Linked DNA regions of Mus musculus: region 1 is linked to region 2. The links are chromatin contacts, called in public HiChIP or PLAC-seq maps. All regions are on one chromosome and are shown on one strand. Each heading gives the region's core, a stretch centred on a gene start, on an enhancer-like site or on the middle of the called end of the contact. The rest is flanking DNA. Distances are from core to core; before and after follow the strand shown.

Evidence for each region. HiChIP or PLAC-seq counts read pairs in DNA pulled down with a chosen protein or histone mark.
Region 1: a contact with region 2 is called in an H3K27ac HiChIP or PLAC-seq map of T-cell acute lymphoblastic leukemia, with 2.6 times the contacts expected there. The contact joins two enhancer-like sites. A contact is called at or near these places in 1 of 39 promoter capture datasets (embryonic stem cells), 2 of 115 datasets of contacts at active chromatin or transcription factors (T-cell acute lymphoblastic leukemia and embryonic stem cells) and 3 of 9 other capture datasets (adipose tissue, liver and pancreatic islet).

What each region holds. Positions count from the first base shown.
Region 1 is chr17:29,298,182-29,305,225 of GRCm38.p6, reverse strand. BC004004 (cDNA sequence BC004004) reads right to left here. Exons shown (of 9, transcript NM_030561.3): 8 at 6,461-6,584; 9 at 2,339-3,870. The coding sequence ends at 3,776. Among named protein-coding and RNA genes, the nearest start is that of Pi16, 17 kb to the left of the region's middle. Within about 2 kb of position 1,950, at least 120 of the 459 cell types and tissues checked have an H3K27ac peak or open chromatin away from gene starts, as enhancers often do. A contact at or near this core is called in T-cell acute lymphoblastic leukemia and adipose tissue, where this site is marked.
Region 2 is chr17:29,153,601-29,160,472 of GRCm38.p6, reverse strand. Cpne5 (copine V) reads left to right here. Exons shown (of 21, transcript NM_153166.2): 19 at 97-154; 20 at 448-521; 21 at 1,233-3,952. The coding sequence ends at 1,451. It also overlaps the pseudogene Gm18271. Among named protein-coding and RNA genes, the nearest start is that of Rab44, 43 kb to the right of the region's middle. Within about 2 kb of position 4,477, at least 87 of the 459 cell types and tissues checked have an H3K27ac peak or open chromatin away from gene starts, as enhancers often do. A contact at or near this core is called in T-cell acute lymphoblastic leukemia and adipose tissue, where this site is marked.

The DNA of each region.
Region 1 (7,044 bases), core at 701-3,200, 150 kb before region 2:
CCAGAGTCCTGTTTTTCATTTGCCACAGGGCTGTCTCCATAAGCACCTACAGCTTCTTAGTGGGCAAGCACTTCTCTTGAGTCACCAGCTGGGTGGTGGGTGGGTGAGCCCCTTCCCTTCCTTCTCCTTCCCCTCCCCACACACTACCAGCTTCGGCTGGGCCAGGAGATACTGACCCTTGAACAGCTGCTGTGGAAGCGATGGGCTGAACACATCCAAGCCACAGGGACAAGGCTGAGGTCACCTGTGGGGAAGGAAGGAATGTGACACTGGCTTTCTGAGCAATGGATCCGACCCTGGGGCCTCTGCTGGGCTTTGGAAGAAGGGACTAGAAGATTGAGAACTGAAAAACAAGTGATGCAACTCCAAGGGGACCCACAGCTGGAGCTGGATACACATCTGGAAAGGCAGTGATGGGAAAACGGCTGGACGCAGTTATGCTCCAGCTACATGCGGTCAAAAAAAAAAAGTTCTTAAATGGGGAGGTCATGGGGAGAGAACTTATATAAAGATCCTGACGAGGATCTTTCTTCCAGCTTGTCTTACCCTTGGGGCTCCTACCTTGCTGACTTTCCTGGTCACAGGCTCCCACCCCAGTGGGGCACGCCCACAGGCTAAGAATGACAGTCTTCCTGGATGGGACCGCCCTGCCTGCCTGCCCGCCTGCTCGCCTGCCCACCTGTTGTGGTTTCCTGTTCTAGCCTCAGTTTCCTTCCTCGTGAATCTTCTGCGCTGGACTATGCTATGTTGAAGGGCAGCATCTCCGTCTCCAGGGAAACAGGAAGCCAGAAGGACTGGGGATGTTATTCTTTTCTTTTAGAAGACAAACCATACTATCCCAGGACTTGGGAGGCAGACACACAGATCTCTGTGACTTAAGGCTAGCTTGTTCTGTGTAGTAAGTTCCAGGACAGCCAGGGCTACACAAGGAGGTCCTGTCTCAAACAAATAAACAAGCCTACACCCAAATTTGCTCTGAATTGCACCAAATTGGTGAGTGTCACAGGTCACTCCCTCTCCTTAATAAAACCCAGAGTGGGGCGAGGGCAAGCCCTGGCTCTTCCATAAGCTGCAAGGGCTGTGGTGTCCATTCAGAGTTGACTGTGTGAGCTCTGGGTACTTGGGCACAAATGCTTCAAGCTAGCTCACAACACCTGCCTCCCCAGGGAGCCAATCTAGAGCCTAGAGTCCCACAGAGAATGAACCCAACTCAAACAGAGCTGGCCACGCCACTGCCTAGTAAACACATTAACCTGTGGCAATACCATCCTTTTGGAGCCCCACTGCTGATTCCCACTGGCACCTGAGGTGAGACAGCTGATTGGTCTCCCAGTTCCTCACCTTGCCACGTCCCCCCTCCATACCAGCAGGCAAGCAGAGGGCCCTCTGCTGCTGTCTCCAGGTCTCAGCCCTTCCTGCAGGCTTCCTTGAGGTGGGTGACTTCTATGTGGTGGCTATGAGTGGGAAAGCCTGAGAACTTCTCCCTTAACCCGCACACTGGCGTCTCAGCTGAAGCACACACAGAAGCCTGGACTGGTCTCTGCTGCTTCTCTGCTGCACCGCAGAGCAGCCTGGGAGTTTTGGGACTTCCCATGTGTCCTTAAGGCCAATACAGGCAAGGTTTCCTTAGTTTTCAAGTTTTCCGAGTCAAACAGGGAAAGAACACAAGGTAACCCCCAGGCTGAGACGGTGGCCCTGCACTTCACCTCTGAGCCTCCTCAGAGCCCTCGGTGGTTAACTCTAAAGATCACATTTCAGCAGGCTCTGGAGCCCCAGGCCCTGTGTGGAACCCTGCTCCGCACCATCAGGGGAAGGACTCTGGAAGCTCAGGGCTGGCCTCTGCTTGGTCCTCTTGACTTACAACCTCTGAAATCCTAACTGCTTAGCAGTGGAGCCTATCTACAAAGGCTTGTTTTCCCTCCAACAGCCACACAAAGGACAAGCTCCCCCAGGTGCAGTCCCTGCTTGAGCCAGAGGAGGCTCTGAGCCCTTCCACTCAGCTTTGTGAAGGCTGCCTTTCACGAACCACAACCACCCCAGCCTCCTCTCTTTGGCACCCTCTTTGGTTGACCCCACTCATGCTCCCTGTTGTGAGATGGGAGGGAATGAGGGCCTGGAAGAAGGCACAGGGCCCCTCCGAGGGCAGAGAGGACCCCACAGAGGGTCATGACTTCCACCACTACTGGCTGCTTTGGCCTATAGACCTGGGCAGACATCTGACTTCTGCAATTTGGAACCAGAGGCCACTCAATTCTTTTTGTCCATCTTTGTAAGTGACGTCCAGCGACCAAGTACCTAGTCATATCAATAAAAGACCAGTAAGAAGGTAGAGGAAGCTGGGTGCAATGGTATACTCCTTTAATTTTCAGCACTTGGGGCACAGGCAGATCTCTGTGAGTTTGAGGCCAGTCTGGTCTACATGAGTTCGAGGCTAGTCAGAGCTACACAGCAAGACCCCAAAAAAGAACAAGAGGGCAGACCATCCTTTTTTGCACTGTTTGATAAGAACACCCCCAAAGCACTTGGGGGTGCAGTAAGCACAGAATATTATTTAGGATACTCCTGCATCTCAACTAAACCAATATCTCACCTTGCCCTGGTACAGAAAAGGTAGGGCAGAGGGCCCTGAAGTGAGCCGCAGACCCTGCAGCAAACGCTCCGGCTCTCTGGCTCTGCAGCTCCTCCCTCGACCACATTACATCAGCTCTGAGGCTGCTGACATCTCTGTAGAAAGTCAGGCCTAAAGATCAAACTCAGGGAGGTGCCCTGTCTCCCTCAGGCCCGCTATTCTAACTCATTCCTTCTGAAGGGGGTGGGGTGCAGCAGCAGTTGACAAAGGCTCTGCTGCCTTAGCAGAGAGGGTGCTGGCCAGCTGGGGGAGGCCGAACTTCTGAGAAAACAATCTGATGGCAGTGTGGGAGGAAACCAGGATTTAGTAAGACTTGAATTGTAACCCAGTCTCCAGCACCCCTTACAGAAACTCCAGGCGCCATGGACATTATGTAAGATGTACACTGTCCTCCTCTTCATGATGCTGAGGGCTGCACTCTGGGCTCAAACGTGTCTGGGAAGCACTCTACCACTGAGCTACATCCCTAGATCTGGGGGGCGCAGGGGGAGTGGTGGAACAGTGTTGAGACAGGGTCTCATTATGTAACACTTGGAGACCAGGAACTCACTATGGAGACCAGCTTAGCCTAGAACTCAAAAGATATGCACCTGCCTCCCAAGTGCTGGGACTAAAGGTGTGCAGCACGACACAGGTGCAGGCACCTTTAAACATGCAATTCCAGCTATCCAATCTGTCCCTCCCCACCCCCCAAGCCCCCCAGGTTCCAAATTCACTTTCCTTGTCAAACTGTAGTGATCAAAGTCAGCTATGGCTTTCGCACCAAGTACAGCGTGATGCGGCAAGGAAGAGTGGACAAACAGAATCAGGACCCACTGCTGCCCTCCACGGCCAAGAAGACAGTAGAGGAGCCATGTCCACACAAGTCAAAGAGCCACAGCCTATTTCCAATACCTGGGAGTCCAAAGCCTGGGGGAGGAGAAATGAGAGAAGTCTTGGCCAGCAGCCAGGCTTCCATCTTTCCTGAGGAAGCTACAGACAGACAAGATGGCTAGGCCCAAGCCACTGTCTCCAGCATACAGCTGACAGCCAAAACATCCAGGGCAGGTAACTAAGCAACCAACCCATGCAAAGTGTTTCAGTGTTTTTATTCCCCGCTCCGCACTCTTTTTCAGCCTGAGTTTCAGGTCTCCAAGCAGTTGTTTCCTACAGATCCGAGAGAGTGGTTCCATCGCAGATGACCAAAGGCTGGACCCCTCTGGCTACAATGTAGACCTTCCAGTGGGCAGCATCGGCATAGCCTTTGGGGAAAACAGCAACAGGAAAGCAATGAATGTCTGGGAGCAGGAGGGCGGGGCCGAGCCGTGGTTCTGCTGTCTGGCTGCTCTTACTCTGAAGGTCTCTGGGCTCTCCGAAACCTAAGGAAGGATTCCTTGCTCTTACTAGCTCTCTGTGAGCTGATATGCAAACACAGACTCTAACTGCAGACATTTTCTCCCCACCCTGTGATGTGAATCACAGTTTGGCTGTCACAGAGCAGCTTGTTTTGAGAAAAGCTCTCAGGATGTGTCTGAAGTGTGTGTGTGTGATCGGCTCCTGTTACGTAGACGAAGCTGGTCTCAAGCCTGGGATTTTCTTTGCCTCAGCCTTTTGAATGCTAGGACTTTAGGTATGTGCCACTGTGCCCAGGGCTGACTTTATCTTATGCTTTTTTTTTAATCACAGTGCTGTGCTGTGCTGTGCTGTTATGTTCACCGTCTGTGCTGCACATGGAGCAGGGTGGGTCTCTTGCCGGATGGAGGGCTACACCTGTATTCCTCATCCGTGTAAGACCAAGGCAGGAAGACTTCTGGTTTGAGGCTAGCCATGATTTCATAGCCAGACCCCATCTCAAAAAGACCAAAGGCGGGGCTGGAGAGATGGCTCAGCGGTTAAGAGCACTGACTGCTCTTCCAGAGGTCCTGAGTTCAATTCCCAGCAACCACATGGTGGCTCACAACCATCTGTAATGAGATCTGGCGCCCTCTTCTGGAGTGTCTGAAGACAGCTACAGTGTACTTACATATAATAATAAATAAATCTTAAAAAAAAAAAAAAAAAAAAGACCAAAGGCAAGTTAAGTAAGTCAGTCAAGGTGGTCAAGGTGGGAGCTGGAACTGGTGCCCACAGCTGTGTCACCAGCCCTGGGACTGAAGCAGGAGGACTCCTGAAAGTGTGACCCCAGCTTGGGCTATAAGCAAGACTGTGTGAAGTTGTAATTAAAATCACCTTGGGCTAACTTTTGCTTAGATTAAACACTGATTGGATCGTGTCCAGGATGCGGTGGCTGGTACCTGTCTAGAAGAGCAGGCACCCACCATTACTTGGTGACTGAAAAAAGGTCACATGCTCTTGCTGGGATTGTGCCATGACAGCTGATGATGTGCCTAGCACTTGGCACCTCCACTCCTCGATTCCCTGTCATCTATCATGCCTCCTCCACTTCTAGGTTAAAATAAAAACAGAGATAAACCACAGTCAGTGTCCTAGGACCATGCGTGAGGGTCCCGAGTGGCCATGCTACCCCCGACCCCCACCCGAGGTCTGACTCCAGTCCTTACCCCTGTGGCAGCAGGACCACTGCCTCCACTCCTACCAGGGCTCTGGGAGCCAACTATCCCCCCTACTCTCCCAGGCTTGCTCTTTCCCTCAGTATCCGCCCCTCTTCCGTGCCCATCACATGGCTAGCCATCCAGGCTCTGCCAGCCAGAAGCCTGGCCTCTGTGTCTCAGGTGCTGTCTCCTATCAATGCTTCCTTGGCGGCTGTCAGACACCTCCTCTCTTCAAACCCTATAATAGGCATTCTGGGTGCCGTGGAACCAGGTCATCTAGAACTGGGGACACTTAAAGTGCCTCAATGGTTGTCTGAACACTGACATTTGTAGAGGACAAGACAGAAAGACCACACATCTCCACCCTGTTTTCTGTAACCGGCCACCCTCATTGTAAGGTTGCCCCATTGCAGGCAACAGGCCGGTTGTTTCTGTGTACTCCCACTGCTGTCACAGTTTCGCATGGCTGGCCCAGACCGGCAGGACCCCAGTACTATGGTTTGGTCTGGGTCACACTTACTTCCCACGCCCACACTAACACAAAGGTTCTGGGGCTCAGGGCACAGCTTGGCACAGTGCCAGCTCCCAGCCCTCACTGAGGTGAGAGCTTTCTGAGCATCTTAGGACTCTGGTCATCTTAGGACCCAATGCTCAAAGGACCCAACTAGAAGCAGCTTCAGCTTAGCAGGGGCTCCAGACCTTACTGGGTCCTGTGAGACAGCACAAGGGGGGCAATTGCTGCTATCTTTGTTCTGCCAAGAGGATTGCTGGCAACTGACTGACTCTGGAGTAGATTCTGAGGATGCTGACTAGGAAACTGGAGCCAGACTCAGGGGTGGGTCATGCTGTGAGTCTGGACATGGCTGTGGGGCCCACAGAGAGGAGACACCCCCTTGGTGGCCTTTTACCGCATACTGTCTAACTTTACAACAGATATAAAGGTTTCCTCTGACCTTGCCTTGGCTCTGCCCTGGCCTGCCTGTGTGAGGCAGAGACTTGAGGCTGCCTAATGTGATGCTGGGGCACTGGGAAGGTCATGTGACTCTCAACGCCATCATCTATAAAACAACGAATTACTCTAAACAACTTGTAGAATCCCTTCTACTATAGCCAGCCGACATCATCAGTCTTAGTGCTATCTGTGCACACGCCCCCTGTGCCACCTTAGCAGTTCTCTTCTAAGTCAATATATCGACTCTGTTAATAAAATGTCATTTCTGATTCAGCCGGACAGAACCTACTTGAAAGCAATGTTTGATAGTCAGAAATACCGTCTCTGTCCTCCTGGAGCCCCACCTACCAATATCTCCAGACTCTATCGGCATGGCCACGGACTGACAGTGTGTTCGGCACTGGAAGGGAGGGATGAGCTGCAACATGGCTTCCCCGCTGCCGAGGGTGAACAGGTCATGCACCTTATGCATCTGCAGTTCAGAGTGGGCGGGCACAGGAGAGAGAAGAGAGAGCAGGTGGTGAGCAGACAAAACCCTTTACACGGGACAGCTTTTCCTTTTGAGATAGGGTCTGTCTGTCCTGGAGCTTTATGCAGACGAGGTTGGCCTTGAACTCACACAGTTCTGCTTCTCCCTCCTGAGTGCTGGGATTAAGGGTGTGCTAAATGTCTGGCCTTTCATATGGTCTTTAGTTTCTTAGCTGGCTACGCAATAAGGAAAACATGATTAATAACAAATTTTATAATTATGTCTAAAAGACAAAACAAACTAGTCTTTCCTAATCATGACATCTCCTGGAACTGAAACCAGAATAAAATCTCTTCTATGAGTTATTTATTTTCATTTTTAAAAAATTTAATTATCTGTATCCCTATTGTGTGGGTAGTCTTGGAGGCCAAAGAGAGAGCCAGAATCCTTGGAGCTGGGGTCA
Region 2 (6,872 bases), core at 3,228-5,727:
ATTCTCTATCCCTTTGCCCTGCCCTATTTTGTTTGACCCACCCTCCAGTCCCTACCTGTCTGACACAGCTTTTTGCCCCTCCCCTGTTTTTCCCAGGCTGCCAAACTCCCTATGTCGATCATCATTGTTGGCGTGGGCCAGGCCGAGTTCGATGGTGAGTCCAGAGTCCCTTTCCCAGCTGCCTTCTCTTACAGAACCCCATGGCATCCCGTCCCCACCCGCTGGAGCTCATGCCCAGGCATGCATGCAGTCTGGGTAGACTTGTGTGCCTTGAGAGGGTGTGTCAGTACCCATGCAGGTCTCAGCCTCATCCCGAGGTCAGGCTCCTCAACCCAGACAAGGAGCAGGGCCCTAGGTCTCCACCCATTTCTAGTGTTGGGGCAAGGGCCCTGGGCTGGCCTGGGATTGGAGGGATTGATCACACGCACACATCCCTTGTCTCTACAGCCATGGTGGAGCTGGACGGTGATGACGTGCGGATCTCCTCCAGGGGGAAGCTGGCTGAGCGAGACATTGTCCAGGTGAAACAGGCCCCGCCCTTCCGCAGTGCCAGAGCGCCTTTACAGGCATCTCAAGGACAGACACTGGAATCCCTTCCTGGGCCAGTCTTCTCAGGAAGCCCCACCCCTCCCTGCCCTCTAGGAAGTCCCTTCTAACCTGAATGATGCTCCCACGGAATCCAGAGCCCTGCACAGGGAGTCTGTGCCACATGGCCTTCCAGTGGCATGGAGAGCCCTCATAGATGGAGGTGGCACCCTGGATCCTAGGAGGAGGGAGACAGGAAGGAGCCAGAGGTTGGCAGCATTGAGAGGAAGCTGGGTTAGATGTGGGTTTAGACAAGTGTTGGGGTCCTAGGAGACTGAGAGGGTCCCCCTGGAGAGGGGTGGGAAAGGAAAAGGGAGCAAGGAGGCAGGATCTGGTTAGCCTTTCCCAGCATCCCTTGGGAGCAAGGGGGCATGATCCGGTTAGCCTTTCCCAGCATCCCTTGGGAGCAAGGAGGCAGGATCCGGTTAGCCTTTCCCAGCATCCTTTGAGCCTCTGTTCTCCTTGCTAGTCTCCGATGAAGGGCTTGGGTCAGTGTTAGGCCTCCTGTGGAATACAGATGAAGGACTCAGCACAGAGGCATGGCCCATCCCCGGGGAAACTCGCAAAGTGGGGGGGGTTGGATAGAGTGGGTTCTCTGGGAGGGGACCCACGTGCCCCATCTTGACCCCATCTTCCTTGCCTCTCAGTTTGTGCCCTTCAGGGACTATGTGGACCGCACCGGCAACCACGTACTGAGCATGGCCCGCCTGGCCCGGGATGTTCTGGCTGAGATTCCGGACCAACTGGTGTCCTACATGAAGGCACAGGGCATCCGCCCACGCCCGCCACCTGCTGCACCCGCTCAGTCACCCCCACAGTCCCCAGCCCACTCACCTCCTGGATCCCCCGTGCACACGCATATCTGAAGCTGAGAGGACCAAGGGCCTGGAGGGTAGACTGACACCCTATTCTCCTCCTGGTCGGTTTCCCAGACTCTGCTTGGAGGGCCAGCGGGAAATGGGGTGTCAGGGCCTCACCCCACTTCACACCCAAATCCAGGGGACTGTGGTATAGAAGACAAGGGGTACACAGATTCTGGGGCTGAGGGGACCCCCCTAGTCCATGCCGGACAACTCCAAGACTTTCTTATTCTTGCAACCCAGCTGGGCCTCTTCCAGCTCCTGTCTCCTCCTACCCTAGTGTCTAGTGTCCCCAGTCCCATGAGATCCCCTGTCCTGTTTCCAGGGAACCCCAGACTGGTAGACTACCAGGGATGCATGTGACCCTCTTAGGGACTCCATATGTGAGCAGATAGAGCCCCTTTCCTGATCCTCAAAGGCTCAGTGGTATGCTAGAATGTTCTAGAATGGTCACTGGAGCTATCACAGGTAGCTTGTAGCACTGAGATGTCTCCTGCTCAACTTGGGGGCCACTCACCTGCAGGGCACAGGGTTAGCCCCCACACTCCAACTTGCTCCTGCTCTCTGCCCTTCAGTGGCTAGGGGACAAGAGACAGGGATCCCTGAATGCCAACCTGTCCCTAGCCACATCCAGCAGGAACCCACCCAGCCCACCCTCTGCTCTCTGGGCCTCAGTGTCCACACCTCCGCAATGACAGGATTTGTCAGGTGGTCCAGCGTTTCCTGAGCCATCCTGAGGGTACATCCATTCCACACACAGCCTCCCCACACCTTCCTCATGGCCACCATTCACACCCAGGCCAGCTAGACTCTGGGGTCATCCTGTCGCATCCTGTCACCCCCATGCCTCAGCCCTTCAAAGCTCCTGTCCCTGCGGTGGGAAGTTAGCAAAGGGCTTTTCACCTAAGGTCACCCCAATGGCCACCGTCCTTTGTCCACTGGGGCAGGTCTTGCATGTGTCCCTTATGCCGCATGGGGTCTCCACCTGGCATCTCCCATCCCACCTGCCTGTCCCGCATGGTGATAGTGATGTTTTGACTGTCTGGTCCTGTGCCTGTCTGAGACTGTCTCTGTGGAACTTGCCTTAAATTGAAGTAAACCAGTTCTTTTAGTAGATAGACCCCCCCTCTCCTTTGAAAACAGCTTTGCTGTTTGCCTAGCATCTATCTCTCTGCTGCCTTGGTTCTTCCGTCCGGCCATGTTCCTGTCAGACTCTGTAAGAGGCATGGGGGGGGGGGTGCATGGCGAGGATTGAAACCCACCACCCACAAACATATGTAAGCAGAGTCTGTGAGCCATCAGGGACTGTGATGGAGGCATGGTTGCCTAGAGCCCCTTCCCGGTCCTCAGAGGCTCAGTGGTATGCTAGAATGTTCTAGATGTGGATCTCTAGCCTCACTAGAGCTGTCACGAGTAGCTTGTGACATTGAGAGGTCTCCTGCTCAACTCGGAAGCCACTCACCTGCCGGGCACATGACCAGAGCCTGGACGCCAACATGAGAGACAGTGAGCACACACACACACTCAGGTCTATAGTCTGGCTTCAGACAGTGTTAAGAGGCAGGAGCAAGGGGAGAGAATGAGAGCAGACTCCAGTAGAGAGATGTTTGAGACGAGCAGGGGTGTTGAGGGGAGCCCAAGAGAAATGAGCAGGGAGCCATGCTGATGCCAGGGTGAAGAGGACTCTGGTAGTTTGGGATAAGTTTGTGCCAGGTAGGAGCCTAGTGTGTTTGACGGGAGGCAAGCACGCGGGTGTGATAGGAGCTAACCAAGGAAGAGAATGCAGGCGATGGGGTCAGGGTGGAGGCCAAAATGCACAGGGCCTTGTGGTTCATGGCAAGGCATCTGACGTTTGCTCTAGAGGGTTGTAGCCATTAAGGAAGTAAGAGAGACGAGCACGTGACCCAAACCTCCCCAACACATGGATCGCTATCACCGTGGATCATGGTTTCTTCATCTCTCAACAAACATCTACTGAGAATCCATTCCAGGCCTGTGCAGAGGTCAGAGGCACTTGGCTCAGTCCCCAGTGTCTCCCTCTGGGCTAAATCAGCCACCACAAAGTAGCAATGCCAGCCAGCTTGAAGGGATGGGAGTGGTGGCACTAAGAGACACTCTGGCCCATACCGGATGACCCCCCACCCGGGGTGTGGCCACCATAGTGTCAGGTGGGGTACATGTGTGCACAGATGGTGACATTGGCAGGCTCTGTGGGTGGACCACGCAGGACTTATGTGACTTCAGGGACACGGTAAGCATCTTCCGTGGTCCCTTTCTACAGGTCAGGGCCTTCACCAATGTGGAGCATGGGAGCAAGGACATACGCGCATGCGCACAGCACATACTGCGCACGCTGTCCCATCAGCCCTCTAGGCAGCCATTCTGAGGCTGTACCCAAGAGGAATTCGGTACCAATTACCCTCCAGCTCGGGGCTTGTTTACTTCTGATGACTTCATGGTAAATTAGAGCTGACTCACGATTGTCTCTATAATCAGATGCTCTGCGACTCCCATGACGCCGTGAGTGGGAACGGGGTGGGGTCGTGGCTTGAGAGAAGGGAAGTTCCCATAACCAGCAGCCTATTTTCCATCTCCTTGGGCGCCATGGGAAAGTATAGGGAGGAGATGGGTACCCAGCAGGGGAGTCCAGACAGCGAGCCGCTGCCCCTGAGGTATGTTGGGGAACAGACACACCATCAAAAATATCTTTGTTGTGACACTGGCTTCTCCGCTGGTTTTTTTCCAAAGGTGTGTACTGCAGAACTGTTGCCTGACATGGAGTCTGAAGCAGCTGCTTTTCCCAGAGTCTCTCTGGAATAGCTTTAGTGGCCTCTGGGGCTCCCAAGGCTCTGGCAAGTTCTATAGAGCAGAGAATAGCTTGACTTGATTCAACACAATAGTCCCTGAGGTTTTTGACCACACAGTCAGAGCCTCTCTCTCCTCCCCGCTCTCTGTCCCCACCCCTCTCTGTCTTGCTCTTGCTGTATGTGCGTAACTGGTAATGCTAAGCTAAACAAGCTGTCTAGAGAATGACAGTAGGTACAAGCCTTCCTTGTTCCAGGGCCAAAAATAGAATTTGAGACCACATCCAAAGAGTATAAGGGAAGCCCCCCCACCCCCGAGATGGGTGGGGGAGAGAGAAAGAGGTGGGCCCTTGTGAGAAGGAGCTGGCCTTGAAAGAGGCTCTTCCCACCCACCTTAGAAAAAGAAACCACCCACAGAAGACAGGGCGGGGCTCAGTGATTCACAAGCACAGACTCCTGGCTTTCAGGTGGATTTTATTTTTGTTTCTGTCTGGAACTGAGGGTGTGTGGAACAGAGCTAAAGGAGGTAGACAGGGACGGGCAAGGCAGATGAAGCGTTCTCCAGGACTCTAAGGACCCCAGGGTAGTTTTCTTTCTATTCCCCTCTTTGTCTACTCCTTTCAAATGCCCAAAGTAGTAAACGTAAGATGGCGCCATCGTCATGGTAACACCTGTCACTCCCATGCTCACTGAACCCCTGCATATTCAATGGCGGATCACCCTGTGCAGATGTGGGAGCCTCATCCCATTTTTCAGATGAAGCACGGGGAAGTGAGAGGGTGCCCAAGGTCACAAAACTATAAGGTTGGGAGCCCACAGTTGTCTGAGCTTCACAGTTATTTCATGAATTGTGAGCTGTCACCACCGCCGCTCCACTGACTGCTGTTCTGGGCCTCTGAAAAATGGCCCTGAGTCCCACCTGGTAAGGGCGGCAGAGGCAGAAGCAGAGAACAGGGTTGATAGCACAATTGGAATAGGCCAGCAGGGTGCACAGGCAGAAGGCCACAAAAGCCAGTGGCGTGGCTGGTAGGCGGCCCATGGCAGACACATAGCCCAGTGCTGAGCAGGGTCCCCACATCAGCATGAAGACCCCCAGCATGACAAGACTGAGCTGTGTGTTTGCCCTGTGCTCCTGCACACTCTCACCTGGGGGACCCAAGGGCCATGTGCCCAAGTGTCAGACCACATGGCCAAAAGAGCAGGCTAGGCCCAACAGGCAGGGCAGAAAAGCCAGGGCTCCCAGCAGGATGAAATAGCAGGTTGTTTGAGGTAGGCTGAGAAACAAGAGGCAGGCCAGGGCCTTGGGGACACCCACTGCCTGCTCTAATACTGTCACCTGCTGGAACAGCCAGTTGGGCATCGAGGTGACCAGACCCAGTACCCACATAGCCCCACAGAGCAGCAGGCAGGCACGTGGGCTGGCTGGGAGGGCCACACGGGGCCAGACCATGGCCATGTGACGCACGAGTGCAGAGGCTACCATGCTGTAGAAAGTACAGAATATGGTGGTCATGTTGGTGGCCTGGCTGGCGGTACAGATGGCAGGGCCTAGCCACCAGCCCCGATGCAAGAAGCTCAGCAACAGGGCGGGTACCAGGAAGGATATGAAAAGCAGATAGGAGTGTATCACGGTCACCATAAGGCTGATGGTCAGCGTCAAGAACGGGGGAGACACTCGAGTGTCTCCACCAGTAGGAGACACCAGTAGGAGCCCGTTGGCCAGCAGCCCCACAAGCAGGATGAGGCCACAGAACTCCGCGGAAGGCCAGGCGGAGCCACCTCTCCTGGGTGGCTGCCAGCTCCGTGTAGAGAGTGACGTTCAACGTTCAACTCCATACGGGTGAATCCTGTAAATAGTTTCAGTTTAAGGAAAGGTTTTTTTTGTTGTTGTTTTTGTTTTCTGAGTCTATTGTCTATAAAAGTCCTCTTGGAAATCATGAGAAGGGGGTTGCCCAGAACTTCAGGGTAATGATTTAGGTTTGCCAAGGAATAATCGAGCCACACCCCACCTGTGGGCTCACAGTGGCTGTCAAGGCATCCTGACTAGAGCCAGCCTGTGACCTTGTACCAAGCTCCAAATCTAGGATGCTAAACTAGATCCTAAATCAGACCCTCTCGGGTGTGTCCATCTGCAGACTCTCTTCTTTAAAAAGTTTTTTTTTTTAATTAATTTATTCTCTCATATGTTATATCATCCCAACTGCAGTTTTCCCTCCCCCTTCTCCTCCCAACCCCTCCCCTCCCCAGCCACTCCTCTATTTCTCTTCAGAAAAGGGCAGGCCTCCCAGGGATATCAACCAAACATGGCCTATCATGTTTCAGTAAGAGTAGGCATCTCCCCTTCATATTAAGGCTGGACGAGACAACCCTGAAGGAGGACAAGGATCCCCAAGGCAGGCAAAAGCCTGAGAGAACCCCAGTTCCCTCTGGTAGGAGTCCACAAAACCACCAAGCTACACACTAGAACGTATACGCAGAGGCTGTCCCTATGCAAGCTTCCAGATTGTTGGTTCAGTTTCAGTGAGCCCCTGTGAGCCCCCGTGAGCCCCCGTGAGCCCCTGTGAGCCCCGGTTTGTTGATTCTCTGGGTTTTCTTGTGTGTGTATGGGGGGGTCTTTGACCCC